Linked DNA regions of Mus musculus: regions 1 and 3 are each linked to region 2. The links are chromatin contacts, called in public Hi-C maps. All regions are on one chromosome and are shown on one strand. The core of a region is the stretch at or near the end of the contact, and the rest is flanking DNA. Distances in the headings are between cores, read along the strand shown. Region 1 overlaps Gm38404 (predicted gene, 38404). Region 2 overlaps 9330179D12Rik (RIKEN cDNA 9330179D12 gene). Region 3 has its middle 39 kb from the start of Gm52919.

What was found. A called contact is a pair of places that touch in the nucleus more often than the background predicts.
Region 1: a Hi-C map of bone marrow-derived macrophages shows a contact between it and region 2, with 45 read pairs. The contact joins two enhancer-like sites. A contact is called at or near these places in 6 of 39 promoter capture datasets (the 3T3-L1 cell line, 3T3-L1-derived adipocytes, embryonic stem cells and 2 more), 4 of 484 Hi-C or Micro-C datasets (bone marrow-derived macrophages, colorectal tumor organoids, nephron progenitors and 1 more), 16 of 115 datasets of contacts at active chromatin or transcription factors (the 230-238 cell line, CD8 T cells, DN3 thymocytes and 12 more) and 1 of 9 other capture datasets (macrophages).
Region 3: a contact with region 2 is called in a Hi-C map of bone marrow-derived macrophages, with 33 read pairs. The contact joins two enhancer-like sites. A contact is called at or near these places in 9 of 39 promoter capture datasets (the HPC-7 cell line, HPC-7-derived erythroid cells, Sertoli cells and 6 more), 18 of 484 Hi-C or Micro-C datasets (CD8 T cells, Th1 cells, Th2 cells and 12 more), 35 of 115 datasets of contacts at active chromatin or transcription factors (the 230-238 cell line, CD8 T cells, DN3 thymocytes and 26 more) and 3 of 9 other capture datasets (adipose tissue, liver and macrophages).

The regions. Positions count from the first base shown.
Region 1 is chr6:127,292,094-127,296,683 of GRCm38.p6, forward strand. Gm38404 (predicted gene, 38404) reads right to left here. Exons shown (of 4, transcript NR_073373.1): 4 at 4,093-4,590. Among named protein-coding and RNA genes, the nearest start is that of Gm38404, 14 kb to the right of the region's middle. Within about 2 kb of position 1,933, at least 11 of the 459 cell types and tissues checked have an H3K27ac peak or open chromatin away from gene starts, as enhancers often do. A contact at or near this core is called in bone marrow-derived macrophages, where this site is marked.
Region 2 is chr6:127,161,525-127,165,745 of GRCm38.p6, forward strand. The region is part of intron 1 of 9330179D12Rik (RIKEN cDNA 9330179D12 gene); the gene reads left to right. Among named protein-coding and RNA genes, the nearest start is that of Ccnd2, 13 kb to the left of the region's middle. Within about 2 kb of position 1,542, at least 75 of the 459 cell types and tissues checked have an H3K27ac peak or open chromatin away from gene starts, as enhancers often do. A contact at or near this core is called in CD8 T cells, the HPC-7 cell line, Th2 cells and 3 more, where this site is marked.
Region 3 is chr6:127,358,152-127,362,649 of GRCm38.p6, forward strand. No RefSeq gene overlaps it. Among named protein-coding and RNA genes, the nearest start is that of Gm52919, 39 kb to the left of the region's middle. Within about 2 kb of position 1,345, at least 72 of the 459 cell types and tissues checked have an H3K27ac peak or open chromatin away from gene starts, as enhancers often do. A contact at or near this core is called in CD8 T cells, the HPC-7 cell line, Th2 cells and 3 more, where this site is marked.

The DNA of each region.
Region 1 (4,590 bases), core at 683-3,182, 130 kb after region 2:
GAAGTGGGCTGATCCCATTCGCCCCAATTCACGCCCATTTGAATCAATGAACTCCAGATGAAGGGGTCAGAGGTTTTGTGTGCAAAACGTGATGGGTTCAAGCTGTTGCAAATTCTTCCTAGGGTTGGGCCAGCTCAGAGGACACATAGGAACTTGTGAGGAAGGATCCATGGTGTGTGGCCATCTCAGTGGCCTGGGACTGTCAGAATACTCTCACTTTGAAGGCACTCTTCTTGCCACTGCCCCGACAGTGCACATCCTCACTTTCAGTATGAGAACTGGGCTATGGTAGTGACCGTGCATGTCCTAGTGTGTGGAAATGAAGACCATCAGAAGCAGAAAAGCGTACTGGGGGCAGAGTCTCAAAGGAGTCACCAAATATTCATCTTTCCTTCCATCCTCACAGCAGAGCCCTGTTAAAGATGGGGTGCTGAAGTAGTCACACAAAACAAATGTCTCTAGCTGCAAATATGGCAGGCCATGTGGCCCCTTGGACCATAGAGACATAAGTGGAAGCTCCCAGTGGATCCTAAGGAGAATTCCCTCAAGGAGGCACTTGCTGAGCTGCCCTTGGCCTTTTGCCCCTCACTTTGCTAATGTCTGGAGTGTAAGGTGGTGCAGCTAAAACAGCCTCACGGGTATCCAGAAGAGAGAGGTGCTGTAGTAAGCAAGGTAATGCAAGCTGACAAGGAGGCTGGTGTATCAACGATGTTACAGAACTGACAACCTGGCTTTAAACTGCCTACCTCTAACTCTCTTGAAAGGAAGATTAATCTGCTTATCTAAGCTGCTTTCTTTTTTTTCATAATCTCCGTTAAAGAGACTGATAACACTAACTGGATCCTAAAACATCACGTTTACTGATAGGAATGCTGAGGTCTAAGGGACAGTACTGAGTGAACAAAGCCATGAAGAAACATGGCCCTTAGGTCTCCCACATGCTGGGCGTGTGCTTTACCACTGAGCTGTGTGCCCAGCTTCACCTTTCATCTACCTGAAAAATCCATTCACTATTGGCTTACTTGTTTGTTTGTTTGTTTGTTTTATATGAGGATGTTTGTTTGGGGGTGTTTGTTGTGTGGGTTCATTGTCGAGGTAAAAAACACAGCTTGTGAGAGTTGATCCTTTCTATTTACCGTAGTAGGTCTGGTAGTTGAACTCAGGCTGTCAGACTTCTCTGCAAGAGCCTTTACCCACTGAGCCATCTTTCTGGCTCCTCCGTTTCCTACTTTTCATTTTCAGACAGAGTCTCTTACTGAGTTGCCCATGTAAGCCTTGAACTTTTGCTCCTCCTGCCTCAGTCTCTTCAATAGCAGCTACTGCAGACCCATGTTACCAGACATAGCTTTGTTTTGGTTTTTGAGTCAGTCGCATGTTCCTCAACGGAATTATTTCTGAGTAGGAAAGGTGACAAAGGCTTCTAGTTGTCATTTTCCAGTTTGAAACAACACTGAAAGATTCATTGTCAAGATGAGTAAGAATGAGAGTCCAGGCACTCTGAAGGTCCTCCAGTCTTTACCTGAAAAAGAAAGAGAGCAGGGACCAGCAAAGAGAGGCAAGCAAGATGCCACCCCCAACACGGATTGTGTCCCTGCAGAATGCCTCTGACAGACACATTCCCTTTCCCTTAACGAAAGCCAAGCCCATATCACACTAGCAGAGCACACGACCTTTATGTCTCAAGTTCTGTGGGTTGGGCACTGTATTATGTACCGTCACAAGACACCTGAATAGCCTACACATCCCTACACTTCTACATAGCCAGAGGAAATTAAACCTTGCTTTGGAAACACTTGGAAGACTGTCAAAGCTTTCTTCCCTCAAACAAGTATCTGTACCTGACTAGCACCTGGTATTGAGCCCTCACAGCCTCATACAGATGGGGATCCTGGACTGAGTAACATGCCGTTTACGTGACATGACTCATAGTGATGTTAATCTCTGAGTAAATCCACTCCACAGATTGACAGAAGGGAGTGCAGTGGTGATCTCATGGGACAAGGCCTGTCTCTGCAGATAGAAGGAACTGAAGAGCTCATGTGAGCATGAGTCTGTAGACAGCCTTCCAGTTCTCTTCCAAATGCTTGACAATTAAGCAAGGGTAGTCTTTTAGCTACTTAACATGTCTAAGAATACATATGGACATGCTGATGTTTCGCTCTGCCTCTCTTCCATTCCCATCTGTGAATCCAGACGATCCGGATGCCCTCCACTGTTCAGAGCAGCTCTTCACCTCTGTCTTATGTTGATCCCTCACTGATGTGACTTAACTATGTCCCTCAACTAGAAACTGTACTGTTCAAATATAAGGAATTCTAGGAAACAGCAATGCAGGTGGTGCTAAGCCATCCATCTCCTTCCTTAGAGCGAAGCCTGACTTCAGCTTCTAGAAAGATGGAGTAGGTGTTTCTTTATCTGACTGAAGAACAATGCAACCCCTGAGCAATGTATGGAAGACAGATATCTGAAGATTCCAAAGGGGAAAACTGATGAGTTTCAGAGGCAACAATGATGATGATTGTGGTGGTGACGATGATGATGGGGACAATGATAATGGTAATGATAATGATGATGCAACTATGAAAACGACGGTGATGACAATAGTTATGATGGTGGTGAGGTGACAAAGATGATAATGATGGTTTTAGAGACCATGGTGGTGATGATGATGACGGTGACAACGATGATGATGATAATGATGAGATTACAATGATGATAATGATGACTACGATGATGATGACCATAGTTATGATGATGGTGGTGTTAAGAAACAATGATGATGATGGTGACAATGATAATGGTGAAGACAATTATAATGATAACTATTTAGACTCATGTGCTCCAAGCTTAGCAATATGACTAGGCTACCGAAATGATAAAAAAAGAATATTATTGACAATGCTCTACATGTTAGTTTAAAAATTGAGACAAAATGGATACTTGCTTGAAAAACAAACTCATCAAATGTTAAATATGAAATATTTATATTCATAGATATCATGTTAAGATAATCGAATTAGTAATATTAAAATTCTTAGGAAAGACAATTTCCAAAATCAGGTGGTCTTGCTTGAGCATTATATGAAGCAATAGAGAATAACATTAACTCTGTACAATCTCATCTAAAAGATGAGAGAAGTAGACATCATTCTAATACATTTAATGAAATTACTACTACAATGAAAGCAAACCTACTGTGGCAGTTTGAATAACAATGGCCCCTGTAGGCTCATATCATAGACTTGAATGCTTGGTCACCAGGGAGTGACATTATTAGGTGGTGTGACCTTGTTGGAGTTGGTGTGGCTTTTTTGGGGAAAATGTGTCACTGGAGATGGGCTTTGAGGTTTCAGAAGATCAAGCCAGGCCCGGTGGCTCTTTCTTACGGCTGTCTGTGAATCTGGTTGCAAATCTCAGCCCCGTCTCTAGCATGGTCTGCCAATGTGTCACCATGCTTCCTGCCATGAAGATAATGAACTCAACCTCTGAACCTGTAAGTCAGCCCCAATTAAATGTTTTATATGAGTTGCTGTGGTCACTGTGTCTCTTCACAGCAATAGAAACCCTTACTAAGATACTTTCGCCTACAGATCAACATTCCCACCATCGTAGATACACAATTCTTAATGTGATGTTGTTAGCAAAAAAGAATACAGAAATATGCTTAAATAATGGTCTACCATGACAAACTAGTGTTTAGTCTAAGGATGTAATCAACCAATCTACCATACTAACAAGCAAAAGAATAAAAGTTGCATGATCATATCAGCTAATACAGAAAAGAAATAATTTGATAAAACTTTATATTCGTGTTCAAACTCTCAGGAAAAAAAATTAAAGAGCTTACTTGACAAATGTATCAACCACAATCCAACATTATTTCACATACACCTATACTGTGTTTATTGTTTAATATAATTATTTACATAATATTTACAGTGAAAAATGGATGCTTTTCTTCCAAGATTGGGAACAAAATAGAGACTTTTTTTCTTCCTTTCGGGAGGCACTTTTTTTCTTTTCTCTTCTTTTCTTTTCTTTTCTTTTCTTTTCTTTTCTTTTCTTTTCTTTTTCTTTCTTTTTTTTCTTTTTAGTCAAGGTCTCACTCGGGAGCCCTAGGCTGTCCTAGAATTCACTATATAACCCAGGCTTGGAACTGGTGACAACTCTCATGCCTCAGACTCCCAAGTGCTGGGATTACAGCGATGAGCCCCATCCTTGCCTCTGGCTACTCTTTTTTCAGTAAATATATTGCTGTAACTTTTAGCAGTGTGACCAGGGAGAGTAACGAAAAAGCAGCTATAGACCAGCAATTAATAAACTGTCTTTATATTAGATGGCATGATTATTATCTACAGAACTAAATCCCAAGTAATCTACAAAAATGCATCCTAAACTAATCAGTGAGTTTATGAGAGAAACGCACAGAAATCAGTTTTGCTTCAACACAATAACAGACAAGTGGGTAACCCCTTCCTAAATGTAAAATGGTATAAACCCCACTCTTCCTTGCTCAAAGGAAAGCCAAACACTTAGCCATGAGATCAACAGAGCATGTGCCAAACTCACATGGTGAACACTACGAGATGT
Region 2 (4,221 bases), core at 292-2,791:
GGACACTTCCTGCAAAGCCAGAGTTAGAACCTGGGTGTGCATCTGTTTACTGTATGATAACCCGTGTGCTGGCTTCTTTTTTGTAGCTTCTTCCCAAGAACCATGTGACATTCCCGTACCAAGGTATGGGGAATGGTTTACAAAAGGTTATATAACTATCCAGAAATGGGAACCTCAACTTCCTGACCATCTGGCAAAAAATGTTTTAAAACCAACCGTCCGTCCATCCATCCATCCATCCATCCATCCATCCATCCATCCATCCATCCATCCATCCATCCATCTATCTATCTATCTATCTATCTATCTATCTATCTATCTATCTATCTATCTAATCTGTCTGTCTATCTTTCTATCTATCTATCTATCTATCTATCTATCTATCTATCTATCTATCTATCTATCTATCTATCTATCTATCTAATCTGTCTATCTATCTGTCTATCTTTCTGTCTATCTATCTATCTATCTATCTATCTATCTATCTATCTATCTATCTATCTATCTATCTATCTATCTAATCTATCATGTGTCTGCATGCATGTACACATGTGAACATGTATGTCTGCATGTGCTTGCCACAGCACCTGAGTAGAGATCCAAGGGCAACTTGTGGGAATCAGCAGCTCTCTCTCCTGCCACGTGAGTCCTGGGCATTGGACACAGGTCATCGGACTTGGCAGCAGCCACCTTCACCCATGCACGCCTCACAGTGCTGCCTTTTGCCATGAAAAATGGCAGAACAAGGCATAACCATAGTTAAGACTTTCAGTTTACCAGGTACTTGTGAGTGTGGGTCCTTCATCTTGTCTCCTCTTTGGACATCAGCCCCTTGGCCTTAGGCTGCCTGCTAAGGATTCTGTCTCTTCCTAATGTGTAGCTAGTGAAAAGGTGGAACTTTTCATTGCTGTCCACATGTTCCATCGCAGCCCAGTCCCCAGAGTCTTGAGTGCATCCCTATTCGGACAGATACCAAGGATGCCCTCATTTTCAGTAGACGGGGTGTGAAAACCCACCCACACCATTCTGGAAGTACAGAAAATCTTAGACATCCACTTCAGTGTTGTCCAAAGCAAGGGGAGTGGTTCGTGGAGGAGTGCTATGTATCCTAATGACTTGATATTTATTGTAATGATTTTTAATCACATATTTGATGATACCATCCTGTTTGACAAATGTTTCTATGGTGTTGAAGCTTTTAAAGAGAGATCTGTTTTACAGAACATAAGGCAAAAATGCACTGTTTTAGAATAGCATAGGCTATGTGTAAACAACTCAAACCGAGGAAGCACTAAGTCCTTAGAAGCCAGCACCAGCAGCATCTGCCCCTTACTCGCACCTGCCGTTCCTCCTCGCCAGTGGCAGAGAGGGTGGAGCAGCCCACCCACTCCTGCAAACTCTGAAGCCCAGGCTTCTGGGGGGGGGGCTGTCTTTATTTAAACAGTGTTGCCATCATTTCCTATCGCTCTTCCTGCTTCTGTTCTGGTCTCCTGGTGACTCACCCTCTCTGGCTGACCTTGGCCACTTCTCACGGCTCACTTCTGCTTTCCTGGTGTTTCCCCCATGGCCCGTGACTTTCACCTCTCTGTGTGCATCTGCCTCTGTCCTGAGTCCTCTCCAACTTTTTTTTTTTTAAGCCACTGACTTTTATCAGGCAGTTCTCCTGAAGTGCTCCATTCTAGAAGCTTTGGTCTCATTCAGTCTCTGCTCTGGGCAAGCAGCCCTGCGCTCTTATAGTCACTGGTCACTCTTTAGCATTTCATCTGCCTGGGTGACATCCTGGGTGTCAGGACTGCTGTGAAGGGGACATTTTTTATTATTATTACTGTGTTGTTGTTATTGTTGTTAAAAAGCCAAGCCAGGGGAAGAGCTGTTGTAGGGTTTTTGTTTGTTTGTTTTGCTGTTGTTTTGGGTTTGTTTGTTTGTTTTAACATTTATTGTGTGCATGTGTTGGGGTGGGGGAGGTGCATATCAAAGTATTTGTGTGACCATCAGAGGAAACTTACAGAGTTGGTTCTCACCTTCCAACACATGGGTCCTGGGGATCGAACACAGGTCATCAGAATTGGCAGCAGGCACTTTTACCTTTTACTCTCTCAGCCGTCTTGCTGGCCCCATGTAGTTTGAGCCCTGATTGTCCTCCTGCAGTTAGGTTAAAGGCTTGGTGCAAATGGGATAAGGTAAGACGTATGCAAAGGATGTTAGGTCCTGAAAGAGACTCCTTGAAGAATATATTGGGGTCCCAGTGACTCAGCCCCTCCTCCTTCTTGGCCACCTTGACTACCAAGGTGTGTGCTGCCTCACCACAGACCCCAAAGCAGTGGGAACAAAAGATCACCGGCAGAGTGCTCAGAAATGGGGAGCCAAGGTAAACCTTCCTCCTTGAAACTAAACAGCTTGCATGTTGGTTCCGGTGCCAGAAAGCTGACCTGTGTGTGTGCTGTCCATGCAGAGTCTACGTACACATGAGTTTAGCTCTCATGCATGTGCACGGCAAATGTGCCTGCTACCCAGGAAGGTTAGAAGAGAGGGCTTAAGAGCCCTAGGAACCTGGCTTACAGATGGTCTTAAACCGCCATGTAGGTGCTGAGAACTGAACTTGCGTCCTCTGCAAGAGTACTCAGTGTATTTAACCACTGAGTATTTCCTGATGTATTTCTAAGGACATGGAAAGCAACGTGCATGGCTATGTATATGCTGGGGGGAAATCTTGCAAAGGTACTCACCTTTTCAGCTGAGGACAGAAAGTGAAGTAAAGCCAAGACCTTAAAGAGTATACAGATTGCTGAAGGCATGCTGTAACAGACACAAAGTCCCTCCATAAAGGCTGGGAGACATATGGTCTCAGACAATTTAAAGAACTGCCTGTCTGAGCATCACCCGAACACGAAAACCCCACAGACCCTTCGGAGGAAGTTGTAGATGACCAAAAACATAGACTTCACACAATCTGTAGAGGAAAGTCACTTAAGGAAAAACACAGCCTCAACAGAGCTCCAGCAAGGGTGAGGGCAAGTGAGAGGTCCTACTTCAGTGTAGAAGGTGGGGGGAGATGGAGGAAAACACCTGACACCAATCTCTGGTCTCTACGCACACACACACACATATACATGCACACGGCTGTGCGTGCACGTGCATAATTTCACATTACACACAAACACATGCACAAAGAGAAAGTCAAGGAGGAATTAAGGTATTTTCGGATAAACAAAAACTGACAGACTTTATTGCTAGGGGATCACATAGAAAGTACCGACTGGAAGCTAGAAGTGTGGATCAGTGCGAGTACACACAGTTGGCACACAAAGAGGTGCTGTGTTAGATGTCTAGCACAGGAAGGGAGAGAGTCGGGGAAATATTGAGAGCTCTTGCAGCCTCAGTGAAAGGACACTAGGCAGTAACTCAAATCCACACAAATCCAGGCACCCAAATAGAATTAGGCAGGAAAATAAAAATAAAATATACATGTTGATTTTTTTCTTTTATATAAACATTTTCTTCTGATTTAATTAGTACTTATAAAATGCCATTGATGACATCATGTATAAAGATGTAATTTGTATAATGACAACAGCACAGAGAAGAGGGAGTGGTGTACGGGTGTTAAGTTTTTGAATGCTGATGTTAAATTGTAATTACTCACGCTTTGTTGTTTTAGGATCTTAATTGTAAAGCCAACAATATTCAGTAAAAGAAAACTAACAAAACAATATATCTGCAAAATTAAACAATAAAATACTTCAAATGCCATATAGTACCTGTTAAACATAAAATGGAACTCTGATGGGAGAAAAGAAAAAAAAAAAAAAAACCTCTCATTCTTTCTAAGAACGATAGGACAGAGGACAAACACGAACACTGCCTTAGTAATCATTACATTAACTGTAAATGGGCTAAATAAATGCTCTAATTAAAGAAAACAGACAAGTAAAGAAACATGCTCCAGATATGATGTGCTGCCTGTCAGGGACATATTTTAGATGCCAAGAAAAGTATGTTTAAAGTAAGAAGTTGGAGCCTGGCACTGTAGCTCAGTAGTGCTAGAATGTATTCATGAGGCCATGGGCTCAATTCCCAGTGTCACAGAAAAAAAGGTTAAAAGATGGAAAAACATGCACACACACATAGAGGAGACCTGGAGTGGGTGTGCTCACTCCAGACAAAACAGACTTTCCTGCAGGAAAGAGCACTGTGCACTGAGGAAAAGGGAAACCATCCTGG
Region 3 (4,498 bases), core at 95-2,594, 200 kb after region 2:
GCATGGGCCCTTGTTTGGGTGTTTTGATATATTTTTTTCTGTTCTAACCCCTCTTTATGTCTGCAAGATACTTCATGATATACTCTGCCCCAGGTGGCCCAAACTGACTTTAGTAACGCTGACTTTCAGGAATGTGTGTTGCCTTGGGGGTTGAGGGAGAGTCACTTATGATCAGCTAGTGCCCCAGGCCACATCAATTTGTTGTTGTGCCTACTAGTGAGCCTTCTCTGCAGGCATTCCCCTCTATATTCCAAGGGCTTGACATATCAGCATTGAAAGTGGCCAGTCAGTGAATCTTACTTATCAGATAAAATGTGTGAGGGTCAGAAAACCTCAGAGACAAAGGGCTTCCCCAAGGTTGATAGGAAACTATTATTCTGGGAGCAAAGAGTTTTATCTCTTAGAATTTTTGAAGAGAGGAATACAGGAAAACTCAACCATCAAGACTCAGAATACAGGGCTGGCGAGATGGCTCAGCAGGTAAGAGCACTGACTGCTCTTCCAAAGGTCCTGAGTTCAAATCCCAGCAACCACATGGTGGCTCACAACCACCCGTAATGAGATCTGACGCCCTCTTCTGGAACGTCTGAAGATAGCTACAGTGTACTTACATATAATAAAGAAATAAATCTTTTAAAAAAAGACTCAGAATACAGGCCCTGGGGTATCAGGGGCTCCAGGGAGATGAAAAACAAAACAAAACAAAACAAAACCAAAACACAGACCATGACAATAATGGATGCAGGCCCCCTCTTGGTCAGTCAATGGATTTCCCTCACAGGTTCACTCTCAGTCAGTCAGTGGGTTACCCTCACTGTGGTGGTATTGACAGCCGCTCCTTTGAACCCTGAGCAGTGTCTCTCAGGCCGGTGTGTGTCCCGCCTGCTCTCTGCCCAGAGGAGCCCAGGTTTCCTGAGCCTGGCCTCTTCTCACAATTAGATATGGTTCTGTTGGGGAGATAAAGAGAGGTCATAGGCCCTGAGAGGGGAGAGGGAAGGCGCCCGGCTCTCCTTTTCCCAGGAAACAATCCCATGGTCTTTGAAAGTTATTAAGAAGGAATTACCATGTAGAATTCAAGTTCATTCCAGCACACAGTGGGTTTAGCCAAATGAGGGGGGTGGGCACTTTGTGACCAAGGACTGTGACCTCAACTGTCCATCACTGAAGTGTAGAAACTGACCAGAGATAGGTCATTCTATCTTGAAGGGAACTACAGGAAAAAGGTAGCTTAGACAGATGAACTAAGGAAGTATGCATATGATTTTTTAAAAAAACCCAAAGATTAATTTATGGCCATTGGACAGTAAATGACAGGACGTCACTGCCCTCTGCTGGTAGCAGCGTCCTCACCATGTTGGCCCCTGAGTTTTCCTTTGCTTGGAAACTGGTTTGAAGACTCAGGCAAACAGCTTTTGGAACAGCTTCATGATAAAGGGCCACTCCTTGGTTTCAGGTGAGCCGTGTGCTCACTCATTCCCCAGGCTGCAGGCGAAGTGGGCAGCCAGCCACACATACTCCACTGAAGGAAGCCTTTCTGCTCCATGTCTCAGTAGTGAGGGCCACAGACTTCCTCCTAGCCAGTGTTAACGCCTGAGTCATAGCCCCATACTCGCAGAGTGCAGCTTAAGACTCTCCTGCCTGCCCGTAACTCAGGACTCTCAGAACATAGCAAACAGGATCCCTCCTTTCTGTTCAGTACGAGCTGGGCTGCTTTTCACGGAATCCGCCAGTTCGGTTGCAACCACACAAATCAGAATTGCGAGATGCCCAGTTCCAGATGGGAAACCCATCTGACAGCTCCCACCGATCCTTAAGTTATGGAGGCTGTCTACCTCTTGGCCCAAGAGTCCATCCTGGCTGCTGGTTCTGGGGAACACGATCAGGGGTCTTCCCTTCAACCCCCTACCCCAACATTCTCTGCAGGCTTTGTTTATCTTTGAGCTGTTCTAGGCATCTAAACGTACATGGATCTATCCAGAACTTCTGACACTGGAGGCATCTATCTATCTATCTATCTATCTATCTATCTATCTATCTATCTATCTATCTATCTATCTATCTATTGCCATTCCTTAATCTAATTAGACAAAGTACACATCTCCAACAACGATTTTGGATTAGGTAACGCAATTCACACGGGTCAACAACTAAAACAATAAAATGGCTTCAAGTAAACGTCCATCAATCTTGTTGCATTATCTACAGCCTTTCTTATGCCTCTTCTTTCCCCTGCAGGAGCCAATCATGGTTAGAACTTTCCGCTCTTTATCTCGGCATTTCTACAAACATGAACATGCAAATGTACATCAGTGTTGATTTTTTCCCCTTTAGGCTAAAAGGAAGCATGCTCTGTATTCTGTTCTAAAACCTCCCCTGCCCCAGGAAAATACATGCAGGATAACTTTCCCACATCAATACACTTCAAAACTACTCATTTCCATGATGTAACGACATCACAGTTTACTTCACTAGTGTCTTATGGATGGGCCAGGTTTATTTCTATTAGTTAAATATTTTTGTTGCCTTCTTCTTCCTCCTCTTCCTCCTCTTCCTCTTCTTCTTCTTCCTCCCCCTCCTCCTTCCCAGCCTTCATCACTATTTATACTGTTTCAAATCATGTCACAGGTGGGTCATTGTGCTTATTATCCAGCGGCTGGGAGGTAGGCGTTATCAACAGTCTAAGGTCATCCTCTGACACATGGGTGGATCTAAGCCAGCCTGGGTTATGTGAGTCTCCATCTCCAACAACAACAACAACAACAACAACAGCAGCAGCAGCAGCAGCAGCAGCAGCAGCAGCAGCAGCAGCAGCAGCAGCAGCAGGAGCAACAGGAGCAGCAGGAGCAGCAGGAGCAGCAGGAGCAGCAGGAGCAGCAGGAGCAGCAGCAGGAGCAGCAGCAGCAGCAGCCATCACCGCTGCTGCTGCAGCCGCCTGGGAGGCTTCTCAGCCCCGAGGATCAAGGCAGAGGTGTCAGTGGTTTGAAACCACTGTCACGGGAGTCAGATCTGCTTGTAAGAAATGCTGGCTGTCACCTTTTCCTGTGTGTTTTCTGGTGAGGGCAATGTTCATTCTCTCTCCTAGACAAGATCTAGGAGGTGATAGAAAAGGTGAGAGCTTCCCCCTGTGGGGACCATGTCCATTAACACAAAAGACAGGGTTGGACTGGAGAGATGCTTCAGTGGGTTGAAGTGCTCGATATGCAAGCATGAGGAACTGAATTTGGATCTGTCAGAAGCATGAAAACGCCAGGCATGGTGGAGTGCCCCTGCAACCACACTGCTACAGATATGTAACTTTAATTTTTCAAACCTTATTTTTAATGATGGTTCTTAAATGCTTTAACTACCTTTTAGCCCATCACCCCCAGAGGTGGTGGAAAAGAAAGGATCTGGGAGAAGTGGACCTGTTTTGAAAGGTTCTTTGGAGCAACTCCCATCTGTGCTGTCTGGAAATCAGCAGTTCAGTTCACAGGTCAGCAGGCAGCCATAGCTCGACCTACTTGCAAACACTTCACGGATACACCAGCAGTCCAGTTTGATCGAATCTAGTCAGCAACAGATTAGGTTGTGTCACCTAACAGAGACAGCCTCTGCTCCAGTCAGCAGGAGGGACCTGGAGGGACACCAGGAGAAGTTGTTGGCTGTGCCTCTCTCAGGGAAGCAAAGATCAGCGAAGACTCGAGACCCACAAGTGTTGCACAGCTAGCTGTACCAGAAAGCCAAGCTCTGTCCCCCGACACTCCATGGAGTCCTATCTATACCCTCCAGACATCATGTGTCCTCCACGTGCCTTGCTTCAGCATGTGTGCCCAGTCAGCCCGAGTCCACAGAATCAGCAGGAAACCGCAGCACACCACCAGATGTTTTTGGTGAATTTCTCTCTATAGGGTCCAGACAAAAGGCGCGCAACCAATATGTGTGTGTCATTAGCAAAGAATCCTTCACCATGCGTCCTTTCATGTGCTTGCTTTAGCAGAACATCCTCTTTCCTGTGAGGGCTACATTTTGACCTATAGGCTTACCCTCAGATATTAAGGGACTGTAGAGGCAGGGAAGGCAGAGGACCTCTCCTGACGGACATTTTCTGGCTTCCTCCAGGTCAGCAGGCCTGCTGTGACTTGCTGGAAGCCACGTTCAGGTGTCTGCATTGGCAGAGACACGACACCCCGGTAGACAGAAAAGAAAAGAACCTGAGCAGCTAGCCTATGACCAGGATGTGTCCTCTCTCCAGCTTTGCACTTGCTGTTGAGAGTGCTGGACACTTAACAGGGCTCCTGCTACAAATGATTACATTCCCCTAAAGGGCAGGCCTGCAGGCTCTCCAACTGATCATATATGAAGAAGTGTGGCTTGCGTCCAGCATCTTTCTCAACCAGCTATGGCTGTATAGCTAGATGACCTTTGGAACCTCCTGGAGCATGAGACTGGTGGCATTTCAAAAACAGTGAAAGGGACACGTCACCAGTCCTGCATACCAAGGAGCACTGAGACAGCGAAC